Regions from separate parts of the Mus musculus genome. Here all the other regions are linked to region 5. The links are chromatin contacts, called in public HiChIP or PLAC-seq maps. All regions are on one chromosome and are shown on one strand. Each heading gives the region's core, a stretch centred on a gene start, on an enhancer-like site or on the middle of the called end of the contact. The rest is flanking DNA. Distances are from core to core; before and after follow the strand shown. Region 1 overlaps Rptor (regulatory associated protein of MTOR, complex 1). Region 2 has its middle 20 kb from the start of 2810410L24Rik. Region 3 overlaps Rptor (regulatory associated protein of MTOR, complex 1). Region 4 overlaps Slc38a10 (solute carrier family 38, member 10). Region 5 overlaps Baiap2 (brain-specific angiogenesis inhibitor 1-associated protein 2). Region 6 overlaps Rptor (regulatory associated protein of MTOR, complex 1).

What was found. HiChIP or PLAC-seq counts read pairs in DNA pulled down with a chosen protein or histone mark.
Region 1: a FOXA1 HiChIP or PLAC-seq map of pancreatic cancer cells shows a contact between it and region 5. The contact joins two enhancer-like sites. A contact is called at or near these places in 2 of 115 datasets of contacts at active chromatin or transcription factors (microglia and pancreatic cancer cells) and 3 of 9 other capture datasets (adipose tissue, liver and pancreatic islet).
Region 2: a contact with region 5 is called in an HNF4G HiChIP or PLAC-seq map of pancreatic cancer cells. The contact joins two enhancer-like sites. A contact is called at or near these places in 2 of 484 Hi-C or Micro-C datasets (both in embryonic stem cells) and 2 of 115 datasets of contacts at active chromatin or transcription factors (embryonic stem cells and pancreatic cancer cells).
Region 3: a contact with region 5 is called in a FOXA1 HiChIP or PLAC-seq map of pancreatic cancer cells. The contact joins two enhancer-like sites. A contact is called at or near these places in 3 of 484 Hi-C or Micro-C datasets (CD8 T cells, colorectal tumor organoids and embryonic stem cells) and 1 of 115 datasets of contacts at active chromatin or transcription factors (pancreatic cancer cells).
Region 4: a contact with region 5 is called in a FOXA1 HiChIP or PLAC-seq map of pancreatic cancer cells. The contact joins two enhancer-like sites. A contact is called at or near these places in 2 of 484 Hi-C or Micro-C datasets (B-cell progenitors and bone marrow-derived macrophages), 1 of 115 datasets of contacts at active chromatin or transcription factors (pancreatic cancer cells) and 1 of 9 other capture datasets (adipose tissue).
Region 6: a FOXA1 HiChIP or PLAC-seq map of pancreatic cancer cells shows a contact between it and region 5. The contact joins two enhancer-like sites. A contact is called at or near these places in 2 of 484 Hi-C or Micro-C datasets (cerebral cortex and colorectal tumor organoids) and 1 of 115 datasets of contacts at active chromatin or transcription factors (pancreatic cancer cells).

Annotation. Positions count from the first base shown.
Region 1 is chr11:119,815,204-119,819,612 of GRCm38.p6, forward strand. Rptor (regulatory associated protein of MTOR, complex 1) reads left to right here. Exons shown (of 34, transcript NM_028898.3): 11 at 1,875-1,976. Among named protein-coding and RNA genes, the nearest start is that of Rptoros, 17 kb to the right of the region's middle. Within about 2 kb of position 2,683, at least 44 of the 459 cell types and tissues checked have an H3K27ac peak or open chromatin away from gene starts, as enhancers often do. A contact at or near this core is called in pancreatic cancer cells, where this site is marked.
Region 2 is chr11:120,207,893-120,212,606 of GRCm38.p6, forward strand. No RefSeq gene overlaps it. Among named protein-coding and RNA genes, the nearest start is that of 2810410L24Rik, 20 kb to the left of the region's middle. Within about 2 kb of position 1,654, at least 37 of the 459 cell types and tissues checked have an H3K27ac peak or open chromatin away from gene starts, as enhancers often do. A contact at or near this core is called in pancreatic cancer cells, where this site is marked.
Region 3 is chr11:119,775,179-119,779,735 of GRCm38.p6, forward strand. The region is part of intron 6 of Rptor (regulatory associated protein of MTOR, complex 1); the gene reads left to right. Among named protein-coding and RNA genes, the nearest start is that of Rptoros, 57 kb to the right of the region's middle. Within about 2 kb of position 2,788, at least 62 of the 459 cell types and tissues checked have an H3K27ac peak or open chromatin away from gene starts, as enhancers often do. A contact at or near this core is called in CD8 T cells and pancreatic cancer cells, where this site is marked.
Region 4 is chr11:120,120,089-120,124,349 of GRCm38.p6, forward strand. All of the region lies in intron 10 of Slc38a10 (solute carrier family 38, member 10), which reads right to left. Among named protein-coding and RNA genes, the nearest start is that of Ndufaf8, 23 kb to the left of the region's middle. Within about 2 kb of position 2,168, at least 20 of the 459 cell types and tissues checked have an H3K27ac peak or open chromatin away from gene starts, as enhancers often do. A contact at or near this core is called in pancreatic cancer cells, where this site is marked.
Region 5 is chr11:119,988,484-119,992,818 of GRCm38.p6, forward strand. The region is part of intron 6 of Baiap2 (brain-specific angiogenesis inhibitor 1-associated protein 2); the gene reads left to right. Among named protein-coding and RNA genes, the nearest start is that of Mir3065, 24 kb to the right of the region's middle. Within about 2 kb of position 2,953, at least 154 of the 459 cell types and tissues checked have an H3K27ac peak or open chromatin away from gene starts, as enhancers often do. A contact at or near this core is called in CD8 T cells, cerebral cortex and pancreatic cancer cells, where this site is marked.
Region 6 is chr11:119,794,672-119,798,907 of GRCm38.p6, forward strand. It overlaps Rptor (regulatory associated protein of MTOR, complex 1), which reads left to right. Exons shown (of 34, transcript NM_028898.3): 8 at 4,098-4,198. Among named protein-coding and RNA genes, the nearest start is that of Rptoros, 38 kb to the right of the region's middle. Within about 2 kb of position 1,935, at least 79 of the 459 cell types and tissues checked have an H3K27ac peak or open chromatin away from gene starts, as enhancers often do. A contact at or near this core is called in cerebral cortex and pancreatic cancer cells, where this site is marked.

The DNA of each region.
Region 1 (4,409 bases), core at 1,433-3,932, 170 kb before region 5:
AGCCCTGTGACTTTCTGAGTGGCAGGTAAACTTCATGGCCCTCACGTCACTGGGCCTTTACTGCAGGCCCTGGGCTCTGATGGGTTCTCAGAAAAGGCATGCTGCAGGTTGGAGGCGCAGGTCTTTCCCCTAACGACCAGGCTCACAGGGGCGCTGCTAATGGACACAGCCATCTCCCCTAGGGAAAAGAGAAAGCCCTCTACCCCAAAAAATGTGCATGGGAACAAGACACTGAAGCATTTTGAACTGTTTGGCCCGTGGAAGGCAGCTCTGTGGGGCAGTGTGTTTGACGTGCAGAATGAGAAACTGCACAGGCGTCTGACCTCTTGCTTCTCAGTCCCTTCCAATCCTGTTGTCTCCCTTCGTCCCCAAGCCACCCCTTTCCTGTGAGTGTAATGCTAGCATGGGAACAGAGGGATCTTGGCGACTCCCTCCCAGCCTCTCCAGTGCCCTCTGGGACTCTGACTTGATGAACCTCCATGATGATCAAAAGGCCCCAGCTCTTCTCCATGGCCATTGGCTAGGGTGTTGGTGCTCACTGTGTACTGCCTCCGCCCCTCGGCTACTCTGCCCTCACCTACGCAGCTATTCTTCATGAGTCCTTAGAAACTAGAGCACAGTGTGACTACAGACATGGCCTCAGCTCCTCTTCCCTCTCCTTGCTACCCGTTCCCACCACACTTCCCTCACAGGTCTGTGTCACGCTCCCCTCAGAAACAGGGCAGTAGGCAAAGTCCAGCATTCTCCCATCCAGCTCACACAGCCGGGCAGCTCACACAGCCGGGCAGCTCACACAGCCGGGCAGCTCACACAGCCGGGCAGCTCACACAGCCGGGCAGCTCACACAGCCGGGCAGCTCACACAGCCGGGCAGCTCACACAGCCGGGCAGCATGCTTTGCCCTGCTCTGCTGCAGCGCCAGCCTTCCCACAGTGCCCTCACTCCATGGTCAGTGCCCCACCTAGCTCTCTCCCTCGTCTTTCATGATGCTAGCCTTTCACTCCATGCCCACCCCTGTCTCCCTCTTTCGAGCTGCCTCCTTCCATAGGGTGTCTGGCCTGGATCCTCCACCTTCTCTCTTCTGTCCTGTCTCCTGGTTTCTGTTGTGTGTTCGAGCTTGCTGTGCTTTGCTGTATCCAAGACAGTATTTAAGATGGCCTCTCCATCTCTGAAGTAACCCACAGCTGGGTCCTAATCTTCATCTTGCTTGATTCATCTCATGTCCAGTACTGCTGAGTACATCACTGACCTGGCTTCCAAAGCCCCACATCCATATGATCTTGCTCTATCTTCACAACGATTCCCTTCACCATTTTCTTGGAAGGTTCCACCTGTCTCCTTGGCCTCTAATAGTTAGAGTCAGTCCTGGGTCCCTTCTCTAGAGCTCAACCACAAACAAACAAACAAACAAAAAAAAAAACCAACAACAACAACAAAAAAACAGGCTAAATATGGTGCACACCTGCAATCTCAGCTCTCAGGAAGCTGAGGAAGGAAGATGAGGAACCGCAGACTGGTGTGGGTAGACAGGGAAACTCTCTCTCTCTCAAAATAATACTCACAGTGATAGTGAAGAAATGGTGGTTCTGGAGACATGGCCTCGTGTTCCTACAAGTCGTATGTGCTCTCCTGCAGAGGACTGGGGCTCAGGGATGCAGTGACCCTCATAGCTACCTCTTATCACACCCTCCCTGATGGTTGACAGGCCACACATTCAGATTTCCTCTGTCTCCTGTCAGGCTGTTGACAGAGCCCGTAAGCCCTGCGCCCTCCAGCTCTGTCCATTGTGGTCACTGCCTTGTCAGGACTGAGGGGTGAGGGAGGGCGGTGGAAAGAAACCTGCCTCCCTAACCGACTCTTTGGCTTTTCCCACAGCACAGCCCATTCTTTGCCGAGCAGCTGACAGCATTCCAGGTGTGGCTCACAATGGGTGTGGAAAACAGGAGCCCCCCAGAGCAGCTGCCCATCGTCCTGCAGGTCAGTCGCTTCCCACAGACCTAACTGAGACACCTGTTCCTCAGGAGGCGAGCCGGGCTGTGCTTCAGGCCAACGGTACATCGATGTGTTACATCTGATCTGAAGTCAGATGCTTGCTTACTCCCAGCGGCCTCCTCTTGGCAAAGCCACTGAATTCCCTTTTTCCTCTCCCAATTAAATATAGATTGGGATAGATCACCACTCCCTCCTCCTGCTTACATGTTAGGAACTAATGAAGTGTCACTGCCAACGAACCTTGCTATGGTGCAGAATCTTGGCATCACCACCTCCTTCTGTTTGGAAGGACACGAGATAAAAGTTTGTCCTGTGAGGAAAGGGTGAGGCCACCAAGCAGATCCTAACGGGGCTATGACATCATTTCCTGACCAATACCAGAGCAGCACAGACAGACCAGGTCCTTGCTGTGGTCCTCAGAAAAACAGGACCTTCTCTATGTGTCAGCAATTCATGTGCAAACTGGTCTGGTTCTGGGGGACCCATTTACTGCCTGCTGACTGAAATGACATGGGGCAGGGATATGAATAGTGGATTTGTCATCACAGTTGGGTAGATAAGTCACAAAGATTGTGTCTCATTAAATGTGTGTTTGTGGGAGAAACTGATAAGCTAGGCTGTGACTAAGAAAAGACCTTTTACTCGGGAACCATTGACTAGATCAGATACCTAGGATTGGCAACTTACTGTAAAAGCCAGAAAATACTATTTATCAAGTTTCCAGGGCAGTTGAGCTCAGGCAGAAGCTGTGGAAATCATGAGGGTGTACCACTTGGAAGGTTAGGAAGCCTGTATCTCTGGAGGAGCAGAGGGCAGGCTCCCCTCTCAGTGGGAGGGGCAGAGCTTGCCAAGGGCCAGGGATGGGGCCATCACTCTCCAAAGCACTCGTTATAATCAGCCAGACCCATGGTCTGATTTCCACCTGCCTAAGGACATTGCCTCGCTTCTTTCAAAGAAGGCCTTGTGTTTGCTCATTAGGGCTGCTAACCACATTGTGTGGACAACCCTCCATCTTCACTGTGCCAAATGCTCAGAGCAACTGTAGCTCAACAGTGTCTCCGCAGAGCACAGTGCCCTCCCCACCCTACCCCATCCCCCACCAGAGCCTCTCCCACAGCACAGCCAGCCTCCCAATCTCAGGAGGTGATTCACCTATCCCAGACCTTGGGTTTCTCCCTGTCTAAAGCCCCGGTAATCTCAGCCAGCAAAAAATAAATAATATTTTTTTAAAAAGGCAAGAAAGAAGAATGCATGTAACATAAAGAGTTACCAATAGCCTGTTCCTCTTGAAGTGGGAACTTTGTAGAATGGCCTTAGGTCAAAGAGAGGTAATGCTATATTGTTACGTCTTTTCTGAAATTATAAAAATAATTATCACTGCTCCTCTTACATGTGTCTAGCATAGTTTTAAGAAAGTTCTGGAACTGCAAGAAGAGCTAGAAACTAACCAAATGTTTCCACAACAAAGCAAAAGTAATGACAGCAGGACAAGGCCTGGGGAGGCGCAATGCCTGCGTGATTCCAGTAAATGGCAGCAACCCTGGGTCACCTGGGTCACCACACCACTCTCTCTCCACCCTGCCTATTATTGAAGCAGCACAGCAGAGTAGCGCTGGTCCTCCCCACAGCAGGGCTCCAGGGCCAGGCATGTTCATCCAGTTCTTTGGGGTCTGGCAATAGTCCTTTTGTAAATGGCTTTTATCGACTTTATTTTTCATGTTCCATTTACAACCCACACTCTCAGGGTAGGGGAAGACCTCTAGAGCCAGCCTGATACCAAACATGGAGCAGTAGCCATGAGAGCACACACACCATCTTCCATGTGCTCTTTCAGACAGAAGTAAGCAGCAGGTCCTGTACCACACAAAAGGCTCTGTCTCCCGGGCCAGGTCCCCTATGACTCAAGGGGCGAGCCCTGAAGAACAGACTTGGGGTAGACAAAGAACGGGATAGGAGCTAGGGAATGCAGGGCTCTGGGAGGCCCACCTGGCCTCACTCAATTTGCTACTTCCCTGGCTTTGACCTGAAAGCCTTTATTGTTTCCAGAGCCTGGGCCAGCTCTGTTAGAGAAGGAGAGAAGATCTTAATACAGACTGCAGTGATTCCTTTCAGGAAATTCCCATAGTGAACTCCTTGCATCCAGTAACAGAGGCGTTAGCCGCAGTAAGAGGCTCCATCAGGCTCTGTTGAGTTGTAGCCCCATCAAACAGTAACATGGACCTGACCTCTCCCAACCAGCTTCAGGATCCTTTCTGCCTTTTAAAAACAACATCAGACTGCTATGTCCTCCACTTTGTGACTGCTGGCATCAAGAAGCAATCTCAAAGTGTGGCTTTGTATGGTTCTGCCTAGAACTTGCCACGACTGCCTTCCCCCATCAGGGCAGCTGGACAGAGGTACCCAAACAGAAGAAGAAAG
Region 2 (4,714 bases), core at 404-2,903, 220 kb after region 5:
CTGTCTCTGTCTGCCTCTCTGCCTCTCTGTCTGTCTCTCTTTCTGTCTGTGTGTGTGTGCTCATGTCTCACCAAACTTCTTGTTCTAGAACTATGTAGCCCAGAGAGAGAGAGAGAATCTAAAGTAGTCAGGACCCATGTTTATGATGAGCCCCCAAGGCCTGCAACTGTCTCTCGGGACATCTGGGCTTGGATCCAGGTTCAATCTAGAGACCAAGGCCATTACCTAAAGAGCAATGGGAGCAGCTGCAGCAGGGGCTTTTCAGAAGGTAAAACTCCGGCCTACTCCAGCTAGAGAGGTAGGAGCCCTCTTTAGGGACTCGGTGCTTCTCCATAGCAGCAGGTTACTTCTGTTCATCACATTTCTTCTTCAGTCCTTTTGGAGAGCTGTCCAGCTGTGGAGGGACAGCTTCAGTTGGCTGGAGAGCACTGGAGTTAGACCTTCTCCTACTCATGTAGATCCTCAGGGGTCAGCTGAAGCCTCCCTTCAAAGCTGTGCTAGACCAGGAACGGTCAGTGGTTCAAGCAAGAGGAGGACCTTTTAGGCTCAGATTCTTACTGACAAGAGGAGGTCTGAGCAGAGGCCCTACCTCAATCAATCTCCTGTACGTATCCCCCTATTGGGAGGCTGTGGTTCCAACTTTAGTAGTTATTAGCCCATTTTATTTTATTTTATTTTATTTTATTTTATTTTATTTTTAAAGATTTATTTATTTATTATATGTAAGTACACTGTAGCTGTCTTCAGACACTCCAGACGAGGGAGTCAGATCTTGTTGTGGATGGTTGTGAGCCACCATGTGGTTGCTGGGATTTGAACTCTGGACCTTCGGAAGAGCAGTCGGGTGCTCTTACCCACTGAGCCATCTCACCAGCCCCATTAGCCCATTTTATTAGTTATTTATTTTGAGATACTGCCTTATTGTGTAGCCCAGGCTGGACCTAAACTCGAGATTCTCCTGCTATCATGACACCTAGGTCTCAGACAATCATAAAACCTTCCTTCCCATACAACTTAAGACAAGAGCAGTCGGGCTGGAGAGATGGCTCAGTGGATAAGAGCACTGACTGCTCTTCCAGAGGTCCTGAGTTCAATTCCCAGCAACCACATGGTGGCTCACAACCATCTATAAGGGGGGATCTGCTGCCCTCTTCTGGCAGGTGGATGTATATGCAGCAGAGCACTCAGACATTAAAGAAATAAAATGTTAAAAAAAAAAAAGACAATAGCAGTCGAGTGAGCTTGGGTCCTTATAACCAGTTCAGGTCCATTTTTCCCACACAAACACAAGTCCCTAGGTATTGCCACACCAGGAGAGCTTGGGGGGTTCCAGAATTTACTCTCCTGTCAGGGACCAGCCGGGTTCCTGATGGGGTTTTTAGCAGCTTCAAGCCTATTCTAGCATCTGGAGTCCGAAAAGAATAGCAAAAAGTGTTGACACTAAAAGACTCACCAGTGTCTGCAGGAGACCTACACTAGAGTCTCTCTGCTAGAGTCTTACTAAACCCGAACTGCCTCTACAGGGAACGGGTCTGGGCCCTGGCCTCAAAGAAAGGCTAGAAGGGGCTTTGTCCGCTGGGCTGAAGCAGACTCAGCTCTCTGACAGAGGCCACGCCACTCTCCCTGTTCATGGGTTCGTGTGTTTGGTGAATTTGTCATAACTTGAAAGGCCCCAGTTTCTACACTAACTTCCCGTTCCAGTTCAGTTGCCCACATAACCACAGGCGGGTTAATTGCATGTCCATCAATACACTCAGGGAGTACACAGAGCTTTCCCACCACCGTAGGCACACATTCCTGAAGTCTAGGCACCCTGCTCCGTTGCTTCTCAGTGGGCAAGACTGGGTGTGGACTTCTGCTTGCAAGAGCCAAGCCAAGGCTGTGCTATAGTATACAGGAGACTGCTCTCCTGGGAGCTGTGACCAGTGGCCTGCACTTTCTTTTAAGCGCCAGTCCCAGTCCTCCCATGTAGGTATGAGACAAGCTGGCAAGACTTCTCAGGGCCTCTGTCCAGTCACATTCACCCCAGAGACTCAGCGTTGACACCCAGCAGCTTTACCACGAGGATGCAATCTGCCAAGCTCAACCCATACAAGAAGTTATGAAGGAAGGCACCCAGGGACTGGTTCACCACGGCTGGCCTGGAATCCAGCACAGAGCCTGCAGTGAGGGGGTTGAAGGAGGTGGCAACCTAGAAGATGACCACAGGGGGATCATGTGGAACACAGGACACAAGGAAGCAAAGGAAAAAAAATCTTCAAAATCCTGAGCCACTCAGGTGGGCTGCGTACCATCGCTAGCAAAGCCAAGTATACCATCGTGCTGATAGGCATTCCTGGGGGGTGGGGTGGGGGGTGGGGGGTGGGGGGAGACTGCACACCTGGATGCTTCCTGTCCTTTACAATCTTTTATGTCCTTCAATTTTTTTTTAGATTTATTTATTTATTTTTATATGTAAGTACTGTCTTCAGACATCCCAGAAGAGGGTGTCAGATCTCATTATGGATGGTTGAGCCACCATGTGGTTGCTGGGATTTGAATTCAGGACCTCTGAAAGAGCAGTCAGTGCTCTTAACCGCTGAGCCATCTCTGCAGCCCCCTCAAATTTTTTTTAAAGTTTATTTATGTATTTTATGTACACAAATGCTTTGTCTGCACGTATGTCTGGACACCAGAAGAGGGCATCAGATTGTGACCTGCCATGTGGTTGCTCAGAACTGAACTCGGGGCTTCCGGAAGAGCAGCCAGTGCTCTTAAGTGCTGAGCCACCTCTCCAACCCCCTGTTCTTCAAACTTTTTGATTAAAAACTAAATAAAACAAAAAAAAATGTAGATCTGGGATGTAGCTCAGGGATAGGCAGCTTACTTCCTATGAATGAAGCCACACTCAGGTTCCATTCCATTCTTAGCACTGGGGGTTGGGGGGGGGGTAGATAGAGGAATTAAGGAAAGGGAGAGAGAAAGAGAGAGAGAGAGAGAGGTTAAAAGGGGAGCTTGGTCAGGGGGTGCACTAGGTAAAAGTGCTTGCGTCTTAACTGTCGAGCTGTCTCTCGAGCCCTGCCCTGGCCAAAACAAATATACACACACACACACACACACACACACACACACATCTCTTAAAATGGCTAAAATGTGAATTGTATAAATTTATTTACATATATACGTAAAGCCACAGTTTTTCTCTCATTTATTTATGGGGGTGTGTAATAGAGTGTGTGGAGCTCAGAGAACAACTTGCTGGGGTCTGTTCTCTTCTTAAACTCTGTGCTCCAATTCAGATCATCTGGCTTGGTAGCACCTAAGTCCTGTGTGCTTCTGCAGGGATTTGCCAACACACATCTCTATTTCCTGCTTGGTCTTGCCTGCCCTAGCCACAACTTTGTTTTGGTTTTTTCAAGACAGGGTTTCTCTGTGTAGCCCTGGGTGTCCTGCAACTTACTCTGTAGACCAGAGCGGTCTCGAACTCAGAGATCCACCTGTTTCTGGCTCCTGACTAATGGGATTAAAGGCATGAATCACTACCACCCGGCTTTCTAGCCACAATTTTTTTAAAAATATTTATTGATTATATGTAAGTACACTGTAGCTGTCTTCAGACACTCCAGAAGAGGGAGTCAGATCTCGTTAGGGATGGTTGTGAACCACCATGTGGTTGCTGGGATTTGAACTCCGGACCTTCGGAAGAGCAGTCGGGTGCTCTTACCCACTGAGCCATCTCACCAGCCCTCTAGCCACAATTTTTAAGAGTGAATAAATAAGAATCATGTATAATGGCTCATGATTGTTGTCCCCATATTTAGGAGGCCAGGGGCAGGAAGACAGCCTGGACTTTAAGGCCAGGCAGTCTATATAGTGTCAGGTGCAAGCATAGCTATATAGTAAGACACTGTCTCAAAGGATAAGATATTTGCTCCTGGGCTGGAGAGATGGCTCAGCAGTTAAGAGCACTGGCTGTTCTTCCAGAGGTCCTGGGTTCACAACCCAGCCTCCCTATGGCAGATCACAACTATCTGTAACTTCAAGATCTGACAAAAGCAACTTGGGAAGGAAAGGGTTTGTTTCATGGGTACTTCCAGGTAATGGTTCATCGCTGAGGGAAGTCAGAGCAGGAACTTGGAGGAAGGAGCTGATGCAGAGGCCATGGAGTGGTGTTGCTTCCTGGCTTGCTCTCATGGCCTGCTCAGCCTGCTTTCCTATAAAACCCAGGACCACCAGGCCAGGGATGGCACCACCCACAATGGGCGAGGCCTTCCCCATCAATTATTACTCATTAAGAAAATGCCTGACAGCTGGATTTTATGGAAGCATTTTCTCAGTTGCAGTTCCCTCCTTTCAAATGACTCTAGGTTATCTCAAATTGACATAAACCTAGCCAGCACAATTGATCCCTTGTCAACTTGACACACAAATATATCACTATTAAGCCATAACCTTTCCTTTCTTGTTCATCCCCAATATCATGCATGAGTGTCAACATTGTATATAAACATTTCAAAATTTAAAAGCCCCAGTCTTTAAAAATTCAGTTTCTTTAAAATATTCAGTCTCTTTTAAAATCCCAAGTCTATCTTTAAAAAAAAAAAAAACAAGCCAATGTCTCTTTAAAGTTTAAAGTCTCTCAACTGTGGAACGATTTAAAATAAAAATAAGTTAAATACTTTCTTATCTCAGAGAGAAGAATCAGGACACAGTCACAATCTAAACAAAGCAAAAC
Region 3 (4,557 bases), core at 1,538-4,037, 210 kb before region 5:
GCTTAGCTCGTGTTCTTTCCTCATCATGAGGCTTCTAGTGAGACTTCTAGCAAATGTCAGGTTTGCAGCTGGAAGGGGACTTGCCTCAGCAACTGTCCAAGGTGCTGGAGTTCCTGCTGCACTGCTGATGAGTAGTTTCAACTGGACCTAGAGTGAGGGCTCCTTCCCCTGCTCATGTCCCCCAGATTTCCCTACCTTTCCATTTTGCCCCGTTTTATGACCGCTTTTCTGTAAATGGAACAGAAGAGAGGGTTTTATAGGCAGAGGAGAGCTGCAGAGAGCAGAAACAAAAAAACAAAAATGAGTCAGAGTTCCTTGTGAGGCAGGAAATAGAAAAAGGATTGGTTAGCCTCAGGTCACCTCTGCTGTAAGGATTAAAGCAGGCTGGAACCTGATTGTTGGTGGCAGGCTGCAGCTGGCCTGCTGTGGGAAGTGATGTTTCCTCCTGCTGGTTCCTAGAAGGCTGGGTAAACAGCTCAGGTTCTGACTGTTGAGCAAGGCTCCATTTTTTGATGCTTAGCCTGGTTTGGGTAGCTACTTGGTTCAAAGCAGTGGCTCCCAGTAAAGCTGCCACAGAGGAGTCCTCTCAGCTGGTCTCTGTGCCATCCCCCTACATTTGGGCTTCAGCAGACTTTTTTTTAGTTTGCATTTGTTTTTCTTTAGAAGACAACACATCTCACAGAGCTTCCTCATCAAAGCATTTCTCTATCCCTTTCACCTCTGCCCTCTGACTCCAGAGTCATCCACAGCTGTGTTCCCTATGGTTCTTGATGGCCACCCATCTGAAGCTCAGCCAGTCATCTGAAGCTCTATATGCCCTAGAACACTTCTGCCTTCACACTTATGTGGTAGTTTGGCTGGGTATAAAATGCGGGTTCTGAGTTTTCTCCTGCTTAATCTGCTTATTTCTTTGAAAGTGGTGGTTCTGAAAGCTTCCTGTTTGGGTTTTTGTTGTTGTTGATGATGATGTTGATGATGATTTTGTTTGTTTGTTTGTTCATTTTGTCTTTGTATGATTTAGTTGTTGTTGAAACTGACCTTGCTATGCTGTCCAAGCTGGCTTTGAATTCTTGGCTTACAATCTCCCTGCCTCAACCTCCCAGATGGCAGTCAGGAGCTTCACTCTGTGTTCCTCACTTACAGGTGTCCTCCATTTGTAGAACAGGCATGCCTCTTATTTCATGCTAAGAAATAAACCCTCACCTGAGACAGGGCAACAACCAGCACACAGAGAGCAGGGAGCAGCTTTCAACTATTTGGTTATTTCGTTTTATCTAATATTTTCCATAGGCTTTCACTTTGTGTTTATTTTGTTTAATATTTTCTACAGGCTTTTGCTGTGTAACCCATACAGGCCTGGAGCTTGCAATGACCCTTCTGTCTGGGCTCCTAAGGCTCTGGTTTACAGGTGTGAGCCACTGTACCTGGCCAGTTGTAATGGGTTATTTGAGTCTTTGTTTTTTGTTATTTGTTTGTTTGTTTGTTTGTTTTAAGGCAGTGTTTCTGCATAGCCCTGGCTGTCCTGGAATTTGTTATGCAAAATGGGCTGGCCTGTAACTCACAGAGATCTGCCTGCCTCCGACTCCTAGGCCATTGTGCCTAGCGCTGAGGCGTTTCGTTTCTTCAGTGTCTGCCTAGTCCTTTGCCTTCATTGTCCGGAAACACCCTCACCCAGTGTAGAAGGAAAAAGGTGTGCCAGGTGAGGCAGCTATTATTTCTGGAGAACTGATACTGTTGGTGAAGGAACTTTGTGGGTTCAGTGCTGACTTAAGCATGCTTCTAGTGACCCATAGCCTCATTAGAGTTGCCCAATGGCCGTCCTTTAATTCCATGTCTATGAGAACTGTGCCTTTTCACTATTCTAAAAATGCTAATCTCACAGTCAGTAGGCAAATTCGTTTTTTATAACCGTAAAGTGTCTCTCACTTCCAGAGTCTGTTTCGGTATTTCCTCTGGCTTCTAACACTGTGCCATTCATTCTGGAAGAACCAATGCAAAGCACTGCAGAGGCCACTCACTTGGGATGGGTGGGCGGCGTGATGGGTAAGCTCGGTTGTGGGACTTGACCTCATTGGCTTTGTTCCTTGCTCCAGAGTCACTCTTGATCCTGGAATAGGGTTTGTGTGACTAAGGCAGCACCCCTCTGGAGCCCACTGAGAGCCCTGGGCTTTATGGGGCCTTGCTCTGCTTTCTTGGCGCAAGAGACACTGCATTCTCCAATTAATAGTTTCAGCCTCACGTTGCCACAGGGATCCTCAGAGTCACATCCTGCCTGTAGTTGGTGAGTCAGCCAGCGTGAGAGGAAGGTTTGGCTCCCTGCAGTCTAAGGTTATTTCTTGCAATTTCCTGGCAGCCTTCAGTGCTGATCTCTGATCTCCACCCCAGGGAGACTTCAGCTACAGGCCCCATATGTTGTTTGAATGTGTAGCCCAACAGGTTGTAGGCCTTCCAGTTTCTCGTCTGTTTGCTTTTTGGAATTACCAAGTGATCATTTTTAATATTTTTGTCTGGAGTTTATTATTGCTATTGGCAAGAGAATTAGTCCATTACAAATGATTCTGTCATTACTGGACTCCAGACATCCCAGTCAATAAATCCATTATGGATGAGAAGAAAAAATAATGAGGACTGTGGCTCACATTAAATTCACCCAAAATGTGTCTCCTGTTGGTCATGCTTAACCAGCAGGAGAGCTTGATTTGGGCAAAGACACCTTTGGAGCAGTGTGTGTCTGTGCTGACTCCAAGGATATGCCTTGAGGGTACCGAGCAGAGCTCTCTGAAGGCCAGCAGAAGGATATAGTTCAGAGCCTAGTCACCCATTTGACCACATTCAACCATTCCAGGTCCTTAGTGCTGTAAAGGGGCTGTCCCCACTGTCAGGGAAGTGTGACCCTCAGCTTCATTTGCTTTGCTCTGTGAACCACAGAACACTGGCTGTGGCAACTTACTCTATAGCTAACTTTCCCCTACTGCCTGAGCTGAGCTTTCTTTCTTGAGACAGAGAACATGGCTAGGCAGTTGGAGCCCCTTATCCATCTACATACTGTCTGTATAGTATCTTGGTGTCTTCCTGTTCCTGTGTCTTTTACTTTTCTGCCCCCTATCCCACCGCTGACTCTGTCCTCCAAGCCTACCCACTCATAACGGTTTTTATCCTTCTCTCTCAGTTGTGTCATGATGTTGTACTAAACACAGTGTCTCTATGGACATGCAGTTTAAAAGTGTCCTGGGGACCCCATTGTAAGGGGCAGCCATCTGAACTGGAGAACACACAAGCTCCAGACTGCCTTAGCTTAGCCCCAGGCTGAGAGAGACTGGTAGAGAGAGCACCATTAGTTTTACTGGCAACGTGGGCTGGCTAAGAGCTGCCACTCACCGTTGCCTGTATCGCAGATGTGTGGACCATCGACAGTGTCAGTTGTGGGCAAATCTCTGCAGAATGCCTTGGAAACTGTGAATGGAGTCATCCTAGGTTCGGAGCTGACTTGTGGAGGTGTCCTGCTGCAGCTTCTGACTTGTGAGAGGCGTCCTGCTGCAGCTTCTGACTTGTGAGAGGCGTCCTGCTGCAGCTTCTGACTTGTGAGAGGTGTCCTGCTGCAGCTTCTGACTTGTGAGAGGTGTCCTGCTGCAGCTTCTGACTTGTGAGAGGTGTCCTGCTGCAGCTTCTGACTTGTGAGAGGCGTCCTGCTGCAGCTTCTGACTTGTGAGAGGCGTCCTGCTGCAGCTTCTGACTTGTGAGAGGCGTCCTGCTGCAGCTTCTGACTTGTGAGAGGTGTCCTGCTGCAGCTTCTGACTTGTGAGAGGCGTCCTGCTGCAGCTTCTGACTTGTGAGAGGCGTCCTGCTGCAGCTTCTGACTTGTGAGAGGTGTCCTGCTGCAGCTTCTGACTTGTGAGAGGTGTCCTGCTGCAGCTTCTGACTTGTGAGAGGCGTCCTGCTGCAGCTTCTGACTTGTGAGAGGTGTCCTGCTGCAGCTTCTGACTTGTGAGAGGTGTCCTGCTGCAGCTTCTGACTTGTGAGAGGTGTCCTGCTGCAGCTTCTGACTTGTGAGAGGCGTCCTGCTGCAGCTTCTGACTTGTGAGAGGCGTCCTGCTGCAGCTTCTGACTTGTGAGAGGCGTCCTGCTGCAGCTTCTGACTTGTGAGAGGTGTCCTGCTGCAGCTTCTGACTTGTGAGAGGCGTCCTGCTGCAGCTTCTGACTTGTGAGAGGCGTCCTGCTGCAGCTTCTGACTTGTGAGAGGTGTCCTGCTGCAGCTTCTGACTTGTGAGAGGTGTCCTGCTGCAGCTTCTGACTTGTGAGAGGCGTCCTGCTGCAGCTTCTGACTTGTGAGAGGTGTCCTGCTGCAGCTTCTGACTTGTGAGAGGCGTCCTGCTGCAGCTTCTGACTTGTGAGAGGCGTCCTGCTGCAGCTTCTGACTTGTGAGAGGTGTCCTGCTGCAGCTTCTGACTTGTGAGAGGTGTCCTGCTGCAGCTTCTGACTTGTGAGAGGTGTCCTGCTGCAGCTTCTGACTTGTGAGAGGCGTCCTGCTGCAGCTTCTGACTTGTGAGAGGTGTCCTG
Region 4 (4,261 bases), core at 918-3,417, 130 kb after region 5:
GTTCTGAGTTCCTTTCCAGTCCTGTCAGCTGCAAGGCAGGCTAGAGAGTCAGGGACGGGGAGCCAGCCCAGGGTAGCCTCAGGCCCAGGGAGAAGACCCAGCTAGCCTCAGAGTTAGCCCGGCTCCCAGAGCTGTGCCTCAGCTTCCTGCAGCGGAAGAGCTGCTTTTGAAGCAGGGATCTTGGTCGATAAGCAGGATCCGGTGTGCCAGACATCTGATTTCAGAGCACCCTGCTGACTGCAATTCTGGCATCGATCCATCTTAATGTAGTCCAGAGCCAGCCAGGAAAAGACACAAATCCACCCCCTACAGTGCAGCTCAGGTTTGGAAAATACAGGGGTCTGAGCAGGGACACAGTCCATAAACATCCTATCTCCCCCCATCCCTCAAGGAGCTCCACAGTGGCCCCCCGAAGAGCCCTAACTCCTAACACTGTAGAGCCCTAGGACTGGGCAGAGAACACACCTTTCTGTCCTGGACAAAACGGTCCATACACGAGTTCTAGAGACAGAACATATACCCAAGGCCAGGCTCAGTAGAGCACCTTGATTCTGATACCAACAGTACCAACGGTGCCGTGTGGGTAAGCGGGTCCCCCTGCCTCAGGCACCTCACTCTAGCAGACTACAAGACAGGCACTGACCTGCTGAGAGCTCATTGCTATGTGCGCAGGTGTGTGCCACTCACACTTGCCCAAGATCAGCTGATTCCAAAGTGGGGCCAGCAGAGCCTTTTTTCCTGGAAGAATCCACTACTCTTGCAAGCGTCCCTGGGACTGCAGTGCCCCCTGCTGGTTTCATAGCAGGAGATCCTCAAACAGCAACCCACAAGGCCAGCCAGCCTCACTAAGGGTTAGAGACAGAAAGCAACTGCTGGGTGAAGCTAGGTTTTTGTTGCCGTTCACTGGGCCACTGTCATGCTTTCTCATCACCCTTCCTTCACGCACCCTCGCATCCTCGCACTAGCTGCCCACCAGCCTTTTCTGGCTCTTTGTGAGGCCCCCGAGCAGAGAGCAAACACCGCACTGAGCCAAACGTTCAATTGACCGGAGGAGCTGGCTCAGCTTGTCCCTTCCTTCTGCAGGAGCAGCTGGGACAGGGCCTGGTTCCTGCCTCTCAGACCTGGCCACACTTCCAGAGAATGTTTTTCACAGTATGGAAGCTACCACGTGCCCCAGTCAGCCCAAATGACCACCTGGCTGAGGACAGCAGCACAGAGGACTCACGGCAGAACTGCAGTATCTTCCTACCTCAGTCAGAGAGGAGTTCAAACATTCACGAGCCTCGGGAAGGAAAGGTTAGACCAGGTCATGGCTCAATTGGTAGACACCTGGTGCGCTACACGTGAAGCCTTAGGTCAGATCTCTAGCACTACCTGACACCTGAGAGACAGAGGCAGGCCCAGCTGAAGCTCAAGGACATCTTTGGCTATGTGGAAGGTTTGAGGCCAGCCTGGGCTACACAAGACCCTGTCTCAAAGGCCAGGCAAGCAAATGCAGCAGGTGCCATGGCGTTGTGGTGGTGAGAGAACAGAGGGGAGAGACCAGCAGCAGACTGTAGGCCAACTAAGTGAGCAACCAGGCATCTACTCTGTGAGCCACCATGTGGGTGCTGAGAACCCGACTCAGGTTCTCGGGAAGATAAGGAAATACTCTTACACGTTGAGTTAAATCCCCAGCCCAAGAAAATCTTTCTTCCTTTAAATTTTACATTTATAAATGTTATGTGTATGAGGGCTTTGCCTTCACAAGTGTGCACCACATGCCTGCCTCACGCCCCCTGAGGTCAGAGGTTATAGATGGCTATGAACTACCATGCAGAAGCAGGTCTCCTTCAAAAGCCACTGATTCTCTTAACTGCTGGGCCAACTCTCCAGCCCCAAGAAAGTCTCTCTAACTAGAATCCCCTCCCATCCTACCCTCCCCCACACAGCCGAGGTTAAACAGTAGGATCTGACAAACTAGTAAGCTCATATGCCACCCAACAGGCAATGAGTTAACCTCACTGCCAAGCTGCCACATCAAGTCCTGCGGAAAGCTGGTATTGCACGTTTTCCCCATATACCTACAGCACTAGGTGAGAACACTGAGGTCACCCGGCTGGCGACACGGGCAACAACTCCAGGGAGCAAGGTAAGCACTCAGGGAAAGGCCACAGTCTAGACTCCAGAGTGACTCACCAGGCTGGGCACTGAGAACTGGAGCATAGGCTCCAGCGGCCACAGCCTGAGGGAGAGCACAAAAGCCCATGCAAGCATGATGCCGGCGTGTGCCGCTTTCCTCAAGTACGAGCCAGGGGAGAGCAGAGCACAGAGGGAGCACAGCAGCTGCCAAGATGAGAGTGATGATGCCAAGATGAAAGGCAGCGAGAATCGGCAACATGAGATCCGAGGACCAAGGGCACACTGAACCCAAGTTTATCCCAGCTAGCTACAGCCTCTGCCCATGACCTCACAAGGCACACCGGAGGTGGGGGTGGGGGTGGGGTCACACCGCTCAGAACCTCTGTCGTTTCCTAAACATGACTGAAAAGTACTAAGCATGCCAGGAGACAGGACTAAACCACAGAACACTAAGGAGCAAAAATGGAACATCAGTCAGAACTGAGGGCAGCTGCTCCTAGATTTACAATGGGGTTATACCTTGATAAACCCAACGTAACTTGAAACTACCTAAAGTTGGAAACAATGGCCTCAGTCTCCTCTCTGTTGCTGTGATGAACACCCTGACAGCAGCACCTAGGGGAGGAGGGGTTTACTTTGGCTCATAGTTTCAGGGTACAGCTCCCCATAACAAGAAAGGCACGGGAGCAAGAGCCGTCGGCAGCTGCTCAGCTGTATCCTGGGCAGGAAGGAGAGGGAGACCCTTGCTCAGCTCACTTCTAGGGTCCATGATGCCCCAACCAGAGATGGTCCTGGCTCACTACTAGAATGAGTATCTCATTTGATTGGGAATGAAGATAACCCCTCACAATCTAGCCCACCATCTAGTGCCTGGAGGCTTGTCTCTCAGGTGATCAGAGGTGCTGTCAAGCAGAAGATTAGCACTAACCAACATGCCATCTCTCGTCTTTTCTTTTTCTTCTAAGACAGAGTTTCTCTGTGTAACCCTGGCTGTCCTGGAATTTACTCTGAAGACCAGGCTGGCCTCGAACTCAGAGATCTAGTAGCCCCTGCCTCCTGAGCTCTGAAATTAAGGACGTGCCCATCACCACCCCAGCTGCCATCCCTAGTGTCAAGTGTCACTGACTTCTGAGAGTGGGCTAGAAGGGAGTTACAGCTTGTCATTGCCGCCCAGTGCCACAAGAGCTTCCACAGCACTGACTTGAGAAGGTCGAATGTCCATGTACGGCATCTACTGAGTGAACTTCACACCACTGTAAAGTCAAAGAGCTGTGTAGGCCTGGGGTCGTGAGAAACCGTCCATAACAGAAGCAATAATGATGCTGAGGGCTGTGAGGCAGCTCAGTTCATAAAATGCTTGCTGTATAAACACGACTATCTGAGTTTACACACACACACACACACACACACACCCTGCACGCACACACACACTCCAACCCCAACCCCATGTCAATAAGTAATAGCCTGGGGTGGATGGAACTGCCTTTAATCCCAGCAATCAGGAGGCAGAGGCTGCCTGGCCTACATAGTGAGTTACAAGACAGTCAAGGTTACATGGTGAAATTCTGTTTCATAAAAAAAAACCAAAAAAACAAAAAAACAAAAAAAACAACAAAAAAACAAAGCCAAGCAGTGGTGGCACACATCTTTAATCTCAGCACTTGGGAGGCAGAGACAGGTGAATCTCTGCGTTCAAGGCCAACCTGGACTACCTCTAGACCTGGGCTACACAGGAAAACCCTGTCTTAAAAACATAAAAGACAAATGGAAAGTTTAGCCTAAGTCAGTGGGTGTACCAGTCAAGAACTTGACTCTGCAGGTAGCAGGTAGAGTGCCACACCCCTTACACATGACCCGCACACCAGAGTATTAGCAGGAGAAAGAACAGAGACGTTCGTTTATCGCTCTTCTTGTTGCTGTAACAAAGCACCAGACAAAAGCAGCTTCAGCTCAGAAAAGACACGGCAGTGGCGGGGACGTGGGGTGGTGCGGGAGCGTGGGGTGGCTGGTCACACTGCATGAGTGGTCAGCAAGTAGAGATGAACCCTGGTGCTCTGCCACTCATTCCTCTCTGGTTGGCCCGGACCTCAGGCCCTGGGACGGTAGTTAGAGTGGCTCCTCCCATATCACTCAAGCCCAG
Region 5 (4,335 bases), core at 1,703-4,202:
TCTGGATCTCAGAGTCAGCCAAGTACAGGCCTGGCCTCCAGTGAGGTCTCACATGGTCAGCATCACATGGTCAGATGAGGAAGACTGCCAGGTCCTGTCCTTAAGAAGCTACTCATGCTGTCCTGGGGACACCCCTAACCACACCTAGCTCCGGGGACCTCCCGGGGGCAGCCCTCGCTTGAGTCTACCTGGTTCTGTCGGCAGGTGGTTTTGAAGATTGAGTTTCTGACACATTAACTTTCGGGGACATTTTAGTCTGTAGCAGTGCTCCTTGTACTTGAATAGCCAGTCTTGCCATCTGCCAGCCTTTGAGCACAGAAACACCAGCCAACCCTGTCCACCCATGAGCAACATCTGCTGTCTCCTACATTTCCCTGGGTGCCAGGCCCTTCAGACTAGAGAAGGTCTTTCCATGGCTTCAGGTCCCCAGTGACTTCAGACAACATGGAACTCGAGGTGCTTGCTGTTCCCCACCCCCACCCCTCCCAGCATAGCGTAGCTTCTGAGTTGTCTCCCTCCTTGGGAAGGAGTCATTACCCAAGTGCTAACAGTGGGACCAAGCCTCATGAACTCATTCATAAGCTGGAGGGGACCTTGGGCAGCCCAGGGGTTTGACAGTTATGGGGGCGCCTCAGTGGTCAGTGGATTTTTCTGGAACATCCTTTCCTGCTCTGAGTCACCGGCTGGCTCTGGAGCAGAGGAGACACACTTTCCAATCACTTCTGTCTTCTCAGATTACAGGGCTGTTGTGCTGGGTGACTAAGTGGGAGCGTTGTTTCTGTGGGTCTTAAATGCTTTCAGTTGGGCGTTTCTATAGTGCTGTTTCCATAGCACCCAGCTAAGCAAGGAGCTGTGAGGCAATGTGGGGTGGGTGGGGACAGCAGGAACCTGGCCACTGGGGGACAGGCTTTATGCCATTTTAAATGGCCCGATGCCAAGGTACTGGCAGTGCAGGCCCGGGTCGTGTTTTCTACTCTGCTCTCCGGAAAGTGTAGCCGTCGCATCACACTGGAGTGCTCGGCTCACTCCAGTGATGAGGAGACTAGACCCCTGCAGGCTCACACCACCCATCCCCTGTCCTCTGCTGTCTCCCTTGCATGTTGACACTTCACTTGGTCCAGATTTCCAGGATCTTCCTGGCAAAATTGTGGGCTGTCTGAGAGGAGCCGGTGGCCTGGAAAAGGAGGTCAGGGAAGTCGGTTGTTATTCCTAGACAGAAGTGGCAGCCACATGTCAATGGCAGGCTTCGCTGTGCTGCTGCCTGCTGCCTTAGGACCTTCTCCCAGGTCAGGCTGAAGCTGGTGATGCCATCCCAGGCTGGTATGTGGTCCAGGGCTCTAGCTGCACCCCCCTCAAGCTGGGGATTTTAAAGTCCTTCTAAGTGCACTGCTCTGATGCTCTGTCCCCTCCCCTTTTCATGGACCACCCCTAGGTGCAGAAGTGTGACCTGTGAGGTTACACTTATTCCTGGGGGTGCATAAGTAAATGGAAATCTTAAAAATAAGACGCCATGCTCTCCTAACTCAGGCTGTCAGACCCTGCTAATGAGGCCGGGCCCCACACCGGTGCCCTGTACCCCAGGGAGCTGAAAGCCTCTGTAAAGGTAGTGCGCAGCCTACAAACCCAGAAACTGCTGCTGGTGGGCTGGCTTCAGGCCTCAGTTTGGAAGGTGCTGTTCTCAGGGCAAGGAGACCCAGGGGGCCTTGTGGCCTGGTTTATGCTGATGTCCTAGGTGACCGTTCCAAGTGGTGCCTCTTTTCTGAAGTCCCAAGATAACGAAATGATGCAGATTATCACTGGCACCTTCTCTCTCCTGTCACAGCACCTCGGCTCTGCTTGTAAGACTCTGCTGCTGAGCCCTTTTGCCTGTTGTTGTCCTTGAGAAGTCTCTGGAAAGGGCAGTGGCGCAAGGGTCCACCCTAGCCTTCAGAACCTTGACTGTTCCTTAGCTGGCCACCAAGCTGAGACGTACGTGTGTGTGTGTACGTGTGTGTGTGTGTGTGTGTGTGTGTGTCCGTGTGTCCATCCCTGTGCCAGAGGAACAGGAGTCATAGGAGGAACTCTACTCACAGCCTAGTTCAGCCCTGAAGACCAGAGAGCCCCAGCACCAGACAGTTGATGCCTGGGATGGAATGAGTGGGATCCAAGAGGCCAGTGCTAAGCCCTATATGGTGACTGGCAGGTGTGCTCCTCTCCTGGAGAATAGCCCACTCCTTCCTGACCCAGAGTATGTCTGGTCTCATCCCACCACTCTTCTCTAAAGCTTGGGAAGGAGCTCACACCCAGGCTGAGCCTCCTCCAAGACTCCCTGGAGTCCTCCCAGCACAGCTCCTGTGGGGGCAACAAGACTCGTGCCCCACCCCCTACTTCCCAGAGGACCCTGGAGTGCAGGGGAGGTTCAGGGAGCAGGAAGCCCTGGTAGGCGCATGTTGCATAACCGAAGGAAAAGTACTTGACGCTGTGGAGGAGAGAGAAGAGAGAAGAGGATCAGAGAGGGAGGAGGGAACGCGCCCCCCCCGCCCCCCCCCATCACAGCAGCAGAACCCACTGTCAGGCTGGAACACCACTCTCACCTGCTATTTTGACTTCTCTTGTTACAATAACTGTCTTGAGTCCCACCTGGCAGACCTTATGGCTGGGCCCTGCTGCCGCTTGAGAGGACCAAGACCTATTCTCAGGCCTTCTCAGACTGGTCCTGTCAGTGGGGAGGGCAGGAGTTTAGTGTGGGGCTGCAGGGCAGAAGCAGCAATCTGTGTAGGTTTGGTGGCAAGGGTGTGAGTATGGCAGGCCTTGACCTTGGAGAGATTGGTGCTGGCTGGTAGGCAGAGTTGGCACCGATAGCCTCGGTGGAGACCAGCCCCCACCCAGCTGGGCTTCCCCCTCTTCTGTCCCTCCAGCTGAGCCTTGTGTGGGGAGATGCTAAGGGAACAGCCTGCTCCAACCCCCTCTGCCGCCCACAGCTCAGCCGCCCACCCACGCTGAGTCAGAGCTCCGCCGAGGTGGCTGTGAGTCAGCTGTGAGCACCCTGGCAGCTCAGGCCTGCCCCCTGCTGGAAGACAGTCGCCTTAGGAAGCGCTTCTGCAACAGCTGCTCCAGGCTGGTGGGAGTTCAGCCTAAGAGGGGTGGGCGCAAGAGATGCACTAGAGAGGCGTCTGCGTATACCTGGGTGTAAATAGACCCTTCCTTGACACTTGGGCAGTTTGATTATCATAGTAAGGTTTAGCTATGAAACCAAGTTCCACACACATTCTTATAGCATAGCTCTGTCCAGTGGTTTCTGTTGGTGTGGATGGCTTCTATCTATTGATTGAGGCTTTCTTTCAAATTGTAAACTACATATAACTGATACAAGTCACTGCCACGGACCACCCCAGCCAAGTATGGGGGTCCCTAGGATGTGGGTTCTCTAGGCAGGTGGATAAGGATTCAGCAGTGACAAACAGAAACAAACACAGAGGCAGGAGCATTCTCTTAGGTTGGTTGGTTTTAAAATGGCAAGATCTCAGGGATTCTAGGTGAGCCTCATTCTCTATATCGCTGAGGAGACCCTCAGGAGTGCTGGGAATGCTGGTGTGCAGCACACACCTCTGTGCCAGGCTGAGGTGGAGCCCAGGGCATCTCCTGTGCTATGCAGGCGCCTACCACTGAGCTATACACTTCCAGTTGGAACGTCTGTCTTCATGGTATGTGTCAGCACATCCACCCATCCCCAAAATCCCTTTATCTTTACAGTTTGTGACTATCCCCACTAAATGTCAACTGCCAAATGTCACCTGATACCACCTTCTCCCTGGTCCCTGTGAAGTTGACATCCCTGGACTCTCTGAATTCCCCTACCCCTCTGTCTTGGCACATTCAGAATAGATAGTCAGGTCTGGAGGTTGCACTGGTCCTGGGCTTTTTGACAAGAACCTTCCTGGGTAGGTTATGTTTCCCCCAGGAAGCTCAAGAGTAGTTGGGACAAGACCGCTGTTGGTGGCCAGAGAAGTACCTGTGACCTCAGGGGCTTCAAAGGGATTGCGTCTTTAGATGGGGCTTGGGGAAAGCAGTGCTCTCAGAATCCTATGGAATCATTTGACCACATATCTCTCTTGAGCCCAGAGTATCTTGAGGATTGAGGGGGCTCCCAAGGCCACCCAGATTGGATGCCCAGGTGAAACCCAGATAACCCAGATGAAAAGGCGAGGGATAGGTCATTTTTCAGTTCATGCTCTATGGTGAAGACCCCTCACCAGGCACATGCTATCCCAGGGATAGTGATCCATATGTCTTTGATGAAGGCCTCTCTTCACCTGCATATGATATTCATGAAACAATCTAAGGCTTGCTCACCTG
Region 6 (4,236 bases), core at 685-3,184, 190 kb before region 5:
TCTGTCTTGCCTAGTCACTGCAGCACTCTTGGGATGGCCAGGTTCCCTTTCTTCCACCTTGCTCACTTCAAGAGCTGAGAAAGACCCTGAGGACACAGCTGAAGAATAGCGTTTAAACTGACTCCTTTCCTGTCCCCGTGCACAGCTGCCAGCTGCCATAAAGAGTTAGGATTCTATCCACTGGGCGATGGGGAGTCTTAGCAATGAGTGGGAGTTGCCGCTGTTTTCAAGTAGAAGTTCTGTGACTCAGGTTTGTGGGCTGCTGAGATTATGCAGTGTGCTCAGCACTCTGCCAAAAACTATAAGAAGATTGATACATATCGAGGAACGAAAGCCATTGCCCATAGGAATTTATTATCTAGTTACAGAGGAGATTAGCATAGAGGAGCAATGGTGAATAAGTAATAAAAAGAACACAAGCAAGGGCTTCGAGGAATGCCTGAGCTCCTCAGAGGTGAATGTTGTTAAAGATTTGAAGGTTATGCAGGAGCTTCACTAAGCTGTCAGGCCCAGGGCATCTTGAGCTACACAGAATAGATGGAGATCCTGCTACACTGAGTGGGACCTGGCCCCAGGGGAGCCAGAGTCTCTGACCCACGAAGGAGCGTGGGCAGCATAAGCAGACAGACAGAGGCCAGCTCTGACGTCTCCAGCACTGTGATGTGACTCTGGGCCAGCCAGGAGAAGAATGGATGGAGAGTGGTAACAGGTCAAACACACTCAGCCCTCAGCTTGCTCGGTTAGTAATGGTTTCGAGGCCCAGAAGGGAATCTTCTGTTTTCAGAAGTCTTTATTCTGTGCCTCAGAGGCCTGGATGTTCCCCCCTGTGTCGTGTGCCCAGGTCTAGCTGGGACATGCTCAGCCTGCTCTTCTCCTGCTCATCTTGCTACAGATGCCTAGCAGTCCTTAGAGATTCTAAGTGGAGACACTCAAGTCTGAGCAGTGGGGAAACTTGCTTTGCTGTTGGCTGCCCTGTGGTTTTCTAGCTGTGAAGGAGAGAGCAAGCACAGGAGGAGCTCTGGTTCATGTGGGTCAACAAGACTTGGGCATCATCAGCTTGCTGTAAGCCTACCTCCTGCAGCCCTGGTCCAGTTATTCCTAGTCCTCAGTACCTTGTGAGGCAGATGGTAGGCCAAATGTGTCCAGTTGTTCTCCACTTTCCCCCAAGGCCTCCAGCCCCACTTTGTGAGAATGAAGAGAATACCTTCCTGGGAGGTGGCCCGTGTGCAGTGGCACACATGGCCGTAGTCTCCAGTCAGTAGTCAGCCTGTCACAACTGGTCTGAGTGTCAGTACCCAGCTGAACAATAGGTTTTTGTACAGGCTAGCTTTGTGCAGCCCCATGTGAGGATTAGGTGGGGAAGGCTATGCTAGTGAGACACAGATTGGTGTGTTGCTCATAGGAATGAATGCATAGAACAAGAAATGTCTTCTCACTGAGGTTTGGATGACCACTGTTGTAACAAGGCCTGTCTGTCAACTAGGTGAAGAAGGGAAATGGACAGTCTTGCTGAATGACTGCAGAGGTCATGACAAGGGCCGGGGGGGCGGGGGGGGGGGTGCGCTCGGGATGAAGAGAGTATGGCCCAAGATGATGCCAGATGGCCATTCCAGAAGTTGCCCCACCCTGAAGTTATCATGTGCACAGCAGTGGAGACATTTAAAAGTGGTCACTCTGTGGCAGTTGGTAGTCAGCAGCGATAGCCTGGGTGTTGAAGTCAAGGAAGATGAGCCCTGGCAGGAAACAGAGAGCTGCAGGGAGCAGTGTCTGTGGGAAGATGGGAACAAGATGGGAATAAGCCCTCGTGCCGACAGCAACAGCGGGAGGGGAAGGAGGGAGGGAGAGCTGAGGAGGCGGCATGCCCCTGCCAAGGAGGTATCTGGCTGCCACGGCATCTGCTGTGCAAGTGTGACCTGTTTTATTTTAGTCCCGTGTGTGTCACACATAAGGTTAGTTTTTGTGACTCAGAGCCGAGACACAGGATGCAGAAGTTGCCCAGCCACAGCACAGCTGGGACTAGAATTTGGCTTCTCATCTTTCAATCCTGTGATCATTTTCCACATTAAGTTTGTCCTTGGTTAGCACTGAGGAGTTAAATTTTAAAAGAGCCCCTGTGCTTGTCAGTGGACTTTGTAGGGCCTAGAGAAGCTTCCTGAATGGGGTGAGGTCTCAGGTTGGATCCCTCTGGGTCCTACTGTAGCCTGTGATGATCCAAGATAGGCTCCCAGTTTCCCAGGCACAGAAGCCACAGCTCCAAAGTGAGGAGTAGGCTCACTTCTACCTTCGTCATCCCAAAAAGGACCTGTCTGCAGACGAGCCAGCAGCCACATCACTGCTCGCCCACTAGACAGGTACTCAGTCAGTCAACATGACTGATCTGTCTGCAGCAACTGGGCAGATTCTTTGCCTATGTCCTCATGACAATCTCGGGGGAAATTGGTGGTTGGGGGTGGGGGGTTCAGGTTGCTGTGGGATCCTAACCCAGACAACACATGCTCTGCTCACAGTGGCTGTCGGGGACCGAGGCTAGGGTAGAGAATCTTGCCAGCCCACTTCTCACTGCCGAGAAGACAGCTTTGGTTCACATTCCCAGAGACTGTCCCTGAGAAAACAAGGTGATCTGTGGTGACTTCACTTGACTCCAGGCATGTGGGCTCTTCCTGTTAACAGTCTAGGTCTGGAGGCAGACCATGCTCAGGCTCTGGTTCTTAGAGGCCCTGTACCTCTCCCCAAAACACTGCCCAGTGCACAAGGCACCAGCCCCATACACGCACACCTCCATGTGGTGGTCTCCACGGTAAAGAGCAGTAAGGACAACCCCATGCTCAGTGGAAGGGCAAGCCAGTCCCCAACACCCCATGCCGAGTTCCTCCCTGGGCCTTGCTTTCTCTTTAGTAGTAAGGTACGTAATGGTCCCCATACATGCTCAGCACTAGGCTGTGTGATAGCATGCCAGCCTTTGGAAATAAACCTGATGTAAATGTCATGTGTCGTTTACCCCCTCTCCCACACACCCTTTTCTCTCCTATCACTAAACCACCTTGAATATAAGGACATATTTTTGTTTCTAAACCAAATGGAATTCTTAACAAGAACGAGCTTACTCAGTGTAGCTGTGTTAGGTAGGTAGCCTGGCCCTGCTCCCCTCTGTTCCTGAGTCTTTGTCTTTGAGTTGTTCTTACTGACAATACCATCAACTAGGTGACTATAATGGGAATTATTAATCTGTTCCACCTTATAAATAGCAAATCACACTCTAGTCTCTAAACCAAATCACTGTGAAGATTTTCCTTCTGGGAGGAAGAAAGAGTTTCTAGTCAGATATAATTAAACGTGCTACCTAGTGGGTAAAATTAAGCTTGCTGCAGAGCAGAAAGAAGCATGCCCACACCTTAGGGCTTTGAACTACTCTGGTCTCCAATGGACATATGCTTGCCACAGACATGGATGCTCTGCCCTGTCAGGATGCAGAGCCTTCTCCTGGGTTAGCACTCAACACAGCTTTCCTTCACCTCCCTTTCCGTCGTGGAAGTGGCCACTCCCTCCCCAGTCTCTCCCTTGAGTGTCTGCAGTCTCTGCACTGCCTGGCCTTTCATGCATGCACATGCTGTGTGCTTCTCATCCGTCCTTCCCACTGGTTGTACTCTAGTGGACCAGCTGAATGACCGCGAGGTGAGTAGGCTGTGCCGGGGAGAACTCTCTTCCTCAGCTCTTACAGACTGAAATGTATGGATCCCCTGACAGCACAAGATGTGTCCCTGAGCCCCGTTGGCTTGTGCTACGTGTGTGGAACTGTGCAACCGTGTGTTGGCAGCTGTTCTCTGTCCACACACACAAAGGCAACAGAAAAACTGTCGGTGTGTCTTCAGTGGAGAGGGAAAAGTAGGAACTGCTGAGGGTGAGCCTGCGTAGTTTCTTGTCTCCTTCAAGAAGACATGTGGGAACTGTGGGAATGCTAGGGACTCTAGGAGGCCTTCCCAGCCACAGCCCTGCCTGCTGTCTTTGAGCCTGAGGCTCTCCCTCTCTGTTCCCACATCTGACTCCCTGGCCTATTTCAGTAGGCATGGCAGCACTAATGCAGTGGACATCTTGTCTAGGATCCCTGGCCGGCTGAATGACCGGAGGACCCCTCTGGGAGAGCTGAACTGGATCTTCACAGCCATCACAGATACCATCGCCTGGAATGTGCTCCCTCGGGGTGAGACACCGCACCAGTCAGAGCCAGTGAGGAAGCTC